Linked DNA regions of Sus scrofa: region 1 is linked to region 2. A link is a contact called in public HiChIP or PLAC-seq data. All regions are on one chromosome and are shown on one strand. Each heading gives the region's core, a stretch centred on a gene start, on an enhancer-like site or on the middle of the called end of the contact. The rest is flanking DNA. Distances are from core to core; before and after follow the strand shown.

Region 1 (4,435 bases), core at 1,058-3,557, 250 kb after region 2:
TGGGTTCGCTAACAACTGAGCCACGACGGGAACTCCCTCCATAGATGTTTTTAAAAAGAGATGAAAAGTCTACAAATAAATGCTGGAGAGGATGTGGAGAAAATCAGGCTCTCTTACACACTTAGTGAGAGTGTAAACTGGTGCAGCCACTACGAAAAAGAGTATGGAGATTTCTAAAAAAAACTAATAGAGTTGCTATATGATCCAGCAATCTCACTCCTGGGCATATACCCAGAAAAAACCATAATTCAGAAAGATAGAGAGTTCCTGCTGTGGTGCAGTGGGTTATGGATCCAGTGTTGCTGCAACTTTGGCATAGGTCACAGCTGCAGCTCAGATTCAATCCCTGGCCCAGGAACTTCCATAAGCTGCAGATGTGGCCAAAGAAAAAAAATTTTGAAAAGATGTTTGCACCAGCATGTTCACAGCAGCACTATTTCCAAAACCCAAGACATGGAAACAAACTAAATGTCCGTCAACAAATGAATGGATAACAATGTAGCGCACACACACACACAATGGAATATTACTCAGTCATCCAAAAGATGCCATTTGCAGAAATAATGCCATTTGCAGCAAAATGGATGGAGATCATCATACTTGGTGAATTAAGTCAGAAAGATAAAGACAAGTACCATATGCTACCAAGTATGTAGAATCTAAAATACGACACAAATCAACAGGAACTACAGAAGTTCCCTGGTGATGCAGTAGCTTAAGTATCTGGTGTTGCTGCAGCTTTGGCACAGGCCAGTGCAGGTTTGATCCCTAGCTGGGGAACTATTGCATGCCATGAGTGCTAGGGGGTGGGGGGAACCCAAAAAGCAAAAAACGTATTTATAAAACAAAAACAGACTCACAGACATAGAGAACAGAATTGCGGATTCCAAGGGGGCTAAGGGATGGGAGAGAGAAGGACTGAGAGTTTGGGATTAGCAGATGCAGACTAATATATACAGAATGGATAAATAGCAGGATCCTACCCTGTAGCACAGGGAACTGTAATCAATTTCCTCTGATAAACCATAACGGAAAATAACACGAAAAAGAATATATTTCTGGCACAGAGGGTTAAGGATCCCCCGTTGTCACTGCAGCAGCTTGGGTCATTGCTGTGGTGTGGCTTCGATCCCTGGCCAGGGAACTTCCGCATGACATTTTGATTTTAAAAATTAAAAACAAAAAGAGTTGAGAGAGAAAAGTCCTTCTGGTAAGAGGGAGAGGAATGGGATGATGTCTGCTCACTCAAGGAAATCTATGAGATTATCACAATATTATAAGCAACAAGACTTCAATAAACTAAAAAATAAGGAAAAAAAATCTGTGAGAATAGGAGAAAGCTAATGGCAAGGAGAAATGAAATCGAAGAACTCATGATTTGCCAACCTTTTTTCCTTTTTCTATTGCACACGTCCCCACTGGGCCGCCAGCTGTACAAACAACCCTGCAAGAACTGGAGGCGGGGCCCTTGCTGCTATTTCTCAGTTTACTGAGCTCACTAATAATCTTAAGGCTAACACTCGGGTCAGAGAATTAGAATCTCCGTTTTCTCATCTATCACAACTCCCCCAGCGCCTCAGCAATGTTCAGTCTTTCTGGAAGAGTCAACTTGTGGCAGGGAGCCAAGGTCTCAGCCTAGAGGGCCACCCCCGGATCGGGCTCCGCGCTGCCCCCTAGTGGTCACCTCTGTGGCCTTGCCTTCCCTCGGTCCGGCTCCCCAGCCCCAGGTCTTACACCCACCCCCTTCTTCACCTCCTCCTAGTCCCCTCCCCTTCCTCCCGGCAGCATCCCCTTCCTCTTCGTCCCCTTCCCCCAGCTAACCCCGTTCCAGTGAAGGGGCGCCGCTCTGTCTGCACCCAGAGGTCCGGGGCTGGGCTAGGAGGCGGTGCAACTTCTCAAGGCAGTCTTCCTTCCAGCCCTGACGCCCCCCAGAGCCCAGACATCTCTCCTCCCTCCTTACCTCCTCGTCCGGGACGCTGCCGGCTGTGCTTTCGCCGAGCCCGCCAGTTTGGTCCTGTTTCCTTCTCTAGTTAAAGCTCCCTGTCAATGATGGTTACTTTTTGGCCTTTTCATATATACATATTTTGGGGGCCTTTAACCCCCCCTCGTGGAGAAATGGAGGCTGCAAAATGGCGGACCCGGAAGTGAAGACGGCGAATATAATTTCTGGCGGAAGAATCTGTGAAGAGAATGTGGTTAGAAAATCCACATTTGCACTCGAACAGAAGGGTGATGCACCCCTGAGGCTCATTTTCTATTCTCCGAAAGTCTTTTGAGGTGAAGTAGTGCGTATCTATGTTATCTCAGACGGGACTATTTAGCGAGGCGGAGGATTGTCGATTACGCGTCTTACGTGTCATATAGTTCCGGTAGGGGACGGACCTGATGGTTTGTTTTGGCGCCAAGAATCCCGGCGAACCACTGAGAGAAACTGATCTCTGCCTTGGGTTTGCATTTAGCTAGAAGCAACCAGTTTAGGGGCCAGTTTAAGGTTGAAGAGGAAACTGTTTCTCTGTCTCAACCTCGGGCGAAGATGTTTGGGACGTTGCCTGGATTTGTGCGTGAATTGAGCTCTGGTGCCCGACGGACACATTTCTAATTACAGCCTAGAGGTAAAGAGCCTAGAGCCGAGCTGTCAACTCAATGAAACAGATATCGGAGTCTTGTTTGAGGGGGTTGGAGGTGCTGAAAGGGGATGGAACGGGAGTTTGCAAATCCAGTTAGCCACTTTGTTTACCAAACAGTTGATTCCTGTCTGCACCCACCTTTCGCCGTAAGCTGAAGGACAGCGACAAGTTGGGAAAGAAGACCTTCAAAAATAGGTAGACATAGAAAAGGACAGATCACTGCTCCATTTTGTATTCGATTTTGGCTTTTGTCGTTGATGATGGGCCTTTCAAACCCTATGGGGAAGATTTACATGGTTCCCCTCTTTTCTGGATTTCTCTAGATCCTCTTGTTTTTTTGGTTTTTTTTTTTTTTTTTTTTTTTTTTGCTATTTCTTGGGCCGCTCCCGCGGCATATGGAGGTTCCCAGGCTAGGGGTTGAATCGGAGCTGCAGCCACCGGCCTACGCCAGAGCCACAGCAACGCGGGACCCGAGCCGCGTCTGCAACCTACACCACAAGCTCACAGCAACGCCGGATCGTCTACCCACTGAGCAAGAGCAGGGACCGAACCCGCAACCTCATGGTACCTAGTCGGATCCGTTAACCACTGCGCCACGACGGGAACTCCCTCCTCTTGTTCTTTAAAGGACTTAGGGCATAATGTCCCAACTGGTATTTACGGCTTCCCTTTTTATTTGAAGGTCAAAATCTTATCTCATTCATGTTTACATCCTTAGGTTGTCTGGCTCAGTGCCTCATATAGTAGGTACCCATTAGCTATTTGTAAATCAGTACAAATTGTTTATTTTTTATCATTTTTTATTTTTTATTTTTTTTAATTTATTTTTTTCTATTTCTTGGGCCGCTCCTGCGGCATATGGAGGTTCCCAGGCTAGGGGTTGAATCGGAGCTGTAGCCACCGGCCTACGCCAGAGCCACAGCAACGCGGGATCCGAGCCGCGTCTGCAACCTACACCACAGCTCACGGCAACGCCGCCGGATCGTTAACCCACTGAGCAAGGGCAGGGACCGAACCCGCAACCTCATGGTTCCTGGTCGGATTCGTTAACCACTGCGCCACGACGGGAACTCCCCCAAATTGTTTATTTTTTAAATGAGGCAAGTTATAAATAAGCATATAACATATTTGGGTTAATTTGTTTCTTTTTGTAGGCACCTAGGCTGAGATGATGAACGGCAGACTTAATGCCACAGGTACCTCCTGAGGCATCTAGCATTATTACCTCAAATACTTCGTTATTGGGCAAGCACAAGAGTGGCTGGTTACAGCTTTCTCCCAAAACACTTTAAATAATTTTGAGTTGGAGTTGCCCTGTGGCTCAGCAGGGGACTAGTATTCATGAGGATGTGGGTTCAATCCCTGGCCTAGCTCAGTGGGCTAAAGATCCATTGTTCTGAGCTGCAGCGTTGTGGAGGATGTGGCTTGGATCCAGTGTTTCTGTGGCTGTGGTATAGGCCGGCAGCTCCAATTCGACCCCCAGCCTGAAAACTTCCTTATGCTGCTGGTGTGGTCTTAAGAAAAATAATAATAATTTTAAGTTGATTTCACCCTTTTTCTTGTCACCTATCTGTTCAACATAAAGTTCATCATTTTAATGTATAAAGGCTACTCAAATCCTTCTTCCTCAAAGTTAATATTAGATATTATGTATAAGCTGAACGTGGGCGCTCTGTACTGCTTCCCTTGTGGAGAGAGAACTAAGAGTCCAGTCCTGGGATTGAATGTCTTTATTAAAGAAGTGATTAAATGGCAACACAAATCACCAGAAGTAATTTTGGAAGGAGTGGGAACAAGGTGTAGGGTCA
Region 2 (4,613 bases), core at 474-2,973:
GATCCCAGATCCACTGAGCATAGCCACATCCTCATGGATACTAGTCGGATTCGTATCTGCTGTGCCACAATGGGAACTACTTTTTACAGTGTTTCTCGAAAGGCTCCTCTTATAGCTTTCAAGATTCCTATCCTTTGAGGGGATGAATCAGGGTCATCACCTCTCTATGCTTGCCTGGCAGCTGATTGGGAGCTGGCCAAGGCTGCTGGGGCTGACAGATGGACTGGTGATTCCCCACTCTGGACCAGTGGTGACAAATTTAAACTATCTTTGGCACTCTTGGCCTCTTTCTCTGGTCATCTTTCATTACTCCTGCTTTAACCTAGCTTATCAGCTTGCTCTCTCATGATATAAGCAAATTCCCTTCAGAATGCTCTCTCCTCTTTTTTGCTCAGCTGGGTCATTTCCAGTATCTCACGATATTTTTGAGAAGCCTTCCATTCATTCATCGTCTACTGAGTGGCCTTCTATGTTAATTAACCACATGTTCTTTCAGCAATCAGTTACCCCATTTATTCTACTTTTGTACATACTGCACGTTTTACATAGGTATTTTCAGGCTGTTACTCTTTATTCTGCCTTCCAAACACTGAAGCAGTGACCCTCTTTTCTCTCATCATCTATCATCTATATTATTGTCCCCAAAATAGTAATATGGATAGTAATAATCTGTACTTTCTTTTAATCCTCACAAAAGCCTGTAAAGTCTTAATATTCCTGGGTCCACTCCGCAGACATAGAAACGGAAATTCACAGAGGTTAAAAAAGTCATTCCTAATCAAACAGCCCTTAAGTGGCAGAGAAGCTGGTATCCAGGATCTGGGCTCAAACAACTAGCCTTAATGTAGAGTATTAAATAAGGCCCAATGAGGGTTGGGATAGAGATTCTGACAGTAAAGGCTCTCACTCAATAGGCTAACTGACAAACACACAAAATTAACACCAGAAGGCCATTAGCGGGGCGCATTTTTGCTTATTTGTTTAGTTTTCTACGGTTTGGTTTTGAAAGCAGTGATGATGCCCTCCAAGCTATTGTCACTTCACTCACCTCTCCCAACCTGGGCTTGTCCAGCCCCTCCTGGATGGATCGAGGTCCGCAAGCCGGAGGCCTCCTGAGGCCAAAGGCTGCCCAGGCAGGTAGGTGGTGACCTCGAGGGCAGAACCGTGGCCTCGAGTCGCGCCCCTAACGGCGAAAGATTGACGCGGTTGGACCGCGCCATTTCTCAAGTAATAAGGGGCGTAATCTTAACGTCGTCCTTAAGATGAGTAGGAAAAGGATAGTGAGGGTGACTATATTCCCCGCCGGCCCTTTTTCTTTCTGCTATCCAGCTGGACCCCAAGCGTCCATCTCCCGACCTGATTTACTAAGGGAGTTGTGTGAAATAGTGGAGGGGAGAGAGGCACTGATTGCAATTACGGTAACTTGGTTGCTGACTTGAATGGGGTCATTTACATATAATTTGCATGTTCCTGTGCTTACTGGAGTGTGCTCACAGAAGTATGTACTTCTCTAAGACCGTATCCACGCACGCCGACCCTCCTCCTGCTCTAGGCCGGGAGCCTCTGCCCCTTATCCTGCAAATTTTACTTCCCTTTCGGCTTCCTTAGCTTCGCAGAAGCTGCATCTCAGGTCCGCCTCCCAAAGACTGGCCCCTCCTCCCGCCCATAAGCTCCTCCCTACGGCCGCTCCTCCCTCCCCAGCTTCCAAATATCTCTTCCCCGCCCCCTTCTCTATTTCTGAACAGGCGTGTTCCAGACAGCTCACTCGACACCTTAGATTACTATGGGTTCGGTAGGGTCCTGAGCCTCAGAGAAGCAGGAAAGCATAGCCCAAGAAGGGCCTGAACTCAGAAGAAGAAGCAAGATCTGCTGGGATTTTTTTCTTTGGTCTTGGTTGTGCGAAGGAGGAAAAAAAGGTTGTGAGGCCCGGTCGAACGCAAGGCATTGCGAAGGCCCCCTCAGGCGGCGCCGAGGGCAGCCCGGCAGCCGGGGCCTGGTGCAGCCGCCGCGGCCGCTGTCAGGGAAGCGCAGGCGGCCAATGGAACCCGGGAGCGGACGCTGCTGCTGAGGCGGCGGTGTCGGCAGTCCGACCCCGACCGCCCGCACCCCCTCCGCGGGGGTCCCCCGGAGGTAAGCGACTCCTACCCCGTGAGTGCCCCTTGCCCTGTGTGTGGAAGGGTCTCTCTCCCACCCTGTCCCGCACAGCCTCCCCCGCCCCCACACCTCGGTTCGGCCACAAAACTGCCCTGCTGATGGCTGCTGCACCCAGGTTCCTTTTCCACCTTTTTTTCCCAAGCCTGGGGTCCTCCTCTGCTTTTTGGCTTCCTCTTCTGTTTAGCTCCTCCCTCTGCCCCGGGGATTCCCCCCTCCCTCACTCTTATCCCTGTCGCCTCCGTCCCGAATTATTTTCTCTTAAGTCGTCAGCCCTTCCCACATCACGATGCCTTTTATATCGTCCATCCTTGCTTGTCTTTCCTCGTTGTCTGTCCTCCAGCCCCGAATCTTTCTTATGGGCTCCGCCTTTAGCCCTTTTCCCGTTTTGCCCCTTTACTCCGATGTCCCTGCAACCCAGGCGCTGGGTTCCCGTTTCCCTGAGCTAAAGATTGTAGCCCTCTCTTCTTCTGCTACTTCTTATTCCATTACCTCATTGCCACCCACCCACCCAGTTCCTGGCTTCCAAGATTTGTCTCTTCCCTTTTCCTTAAGGGATCTCAGGCGCTCATCATCATTCCCAAAGCACCATTTACATTCTACTTTGACCTTAATCCTTACTCTTCTCTGGAGCGCTTTATGATTCCTGTAACTTTCTTTAGCTTCCCTCTCCCCTTACTCAATACCCCAACCTCGGAGGTTTATTCCTGTAGAAGAAAGATCTGACAGTGCCCCTTCCCATTGAGGATTTATAAGTTTGACACCTCTCTTGAGTTTCAAGGGTTTTGCTGATCCTTGTGACACTTGATTCTGCTTTCCCTGTGGTCTTTATGTGTCCTCTGTCATACTCTTTACCTTTGCATACCACTGATTGCAGGATCAGCTTAACCTTGAACTAAGAAGAAAATGTGTTGGGAGGAGGGAGAACCTCAGCTGTCTCAGGCTTTTCTCGGACAGAAGGATGGAGCAAGTTTGAAGTTCCTATCAGATTACATTTTTGTGGGAGGGATGAACAGGCCTGCATGGACGCTGAAGGAGATTGTGAGAAATTTTGTATTAGATTATTTACTTTTAGGCTCGTCTTAAAGGGATCACAGAATAGATCTCTCCTAAGAGGAATCAGTTCACAGTCTGTTGCTTTACTAAAATGGTTTTGGTTGATTCCATAAGACCTTAGGCCTGGAGTGGGGTTGAGGAGGGTGGCAACTGGGAAAAGGAACATGAGACAATGGAAAGAGCTTATACATCAGAATTAGGACTCCTGGGTTCACATGTGACTTCCTCACTTGACCTTTAGAGTGCCCTTTATTGGGAAAACGGGTCATTCCGTAGGCATCAGTGCAGAAACAGGCTAATAGGATGTGAGTTGGGAGAAAAATTAGACTTAAGTATTTTTTTACAAAACATTCTGGATTATTCAGACACACGGTAATTATTAATATTGATTTAGTTCTGAGAATTTTCCTTCTTTCTGGTCTGTCGGGCCTTTCTAGTCTACAGCAATGGGAGTAAATCAGCTGAAGGACAAGCTCTAGGCCCGCTTCTTTGATCTGCCTTGATTTTTTGCCTTCCTGCTTTAAGTTGCTGATCACCTCTGCTGTTCCTCTTGTACTTGAGCCATTACTCTAGATTCTGTAGGTGGAAAGTATGTTTGTGGGTAACCCCTTTGAGTAAACTGGCTAGAAAAGAAGACTTGGTGAGAGTTCCCGTTGTGGCGCAGTGGTTAACGAATCCGACTAGGAACCAAGAGGTTGCGGGTTCGGTCCTTGCCCTTGCTCAGTGGGTTAACGATCCAGCGTTGCCGTGAGCTGTGGTGTAGGTTGCAGACGTGGCTCAGATCCCGCGTTGCTGTGGCTCTGGCGTAGGCCGGTGGCTACAGCGCCGATTCAACCCCTAGCCTGGGAACCTCCACATGCCGCGGAAGCGGCCCAAGAAAATGGCAAAAAAAGACCAAAAAAAAACCTTGGAGTGAGATGGGACTTAGGAAACTAGTTGCTCCCTTGTATGCTGTAGCCTGCAGTAGCGAAGAGGGCACATGAAGTTCTGCTCTGCTTCCTCTAGGCCTGTTTGAAAGTAATCGTGCTACCTCATCCCACTTCTCCCTTTGTCTCCCTCCTTGTTAGCCAGTGTCCAGTCTCATGATTTCCCTTTTAAGGAGCAGCTTCACTCCTTGAAAACACCTCCAGAGAGAAATTGTATTTCCCCTGGTTTCCCTGCTTCTATTCCTTCTCAGAGCTGGAGCCACAGTGCATGAGAACATGTTTACTGAATACCATCCAAAGCAGCAAATTGAGAATCTATGATTTGGGGAAAAGATTTGAGAGAGACCTTTCAGTAACTGGCATGAGACAAGAGAAAGCCTAGTTAAAGTGCATTTGGAGCTTGCAGCCAGGAGGAACAGTTTAGAGGAGGTGAGCGTACAGGTCGCTTGCTTTGCTATTTGTCTGTTACAGCAGGGGCTC

What was found. HiChIP or PLAC-seq counts read pairs in DNA pulled down with a chosen protein or histone mark.
Region 1: a contact with region 2 is called in an H3K27ac HiChIP or PLAC-seq map of alveolar macrophages. The contact joins the promoter of GABPB2 here to the promoter of PI4KB in region 2. A contact is called at or near these places in 1 of 5 promoter capture datasets (liver), 1 of 47 Hi-C or Micro-C datasets (heart right ventricle) and 1 of 2 datasets of contacts at active chromatin or transcription factors (alveolar macrophages).

The regions. Positions count from the first base shown.
Region 1 is chr4:98,161,648-98,166,082 of Sscrofa11.1, forward strand. GABPB2 (GA-binding protein subunit beta-2) reads right to left here and starts at 2,308. Exons shown (of 9, transcript XM_005663482.3): 1 at 1,961-2,308. MLLT11 (myeloid/lymphoid or mixed-lineage leukemia; translocated to, 11) reads right to left here. Exons shown (of 2, transcript NM_001244607.1): 2 at 4,343-4,435.
Region 2 is chr4:97,916,512-97,921,124 of Sscrofa11.1, forward strand. It overlaps PI4KB (phosphatidylinositol 4-kinase beta), which reads left to right and starts at 1,724. Exons shown (of 11, transcript XR_002343442.1): 1 at 1,724-2,130.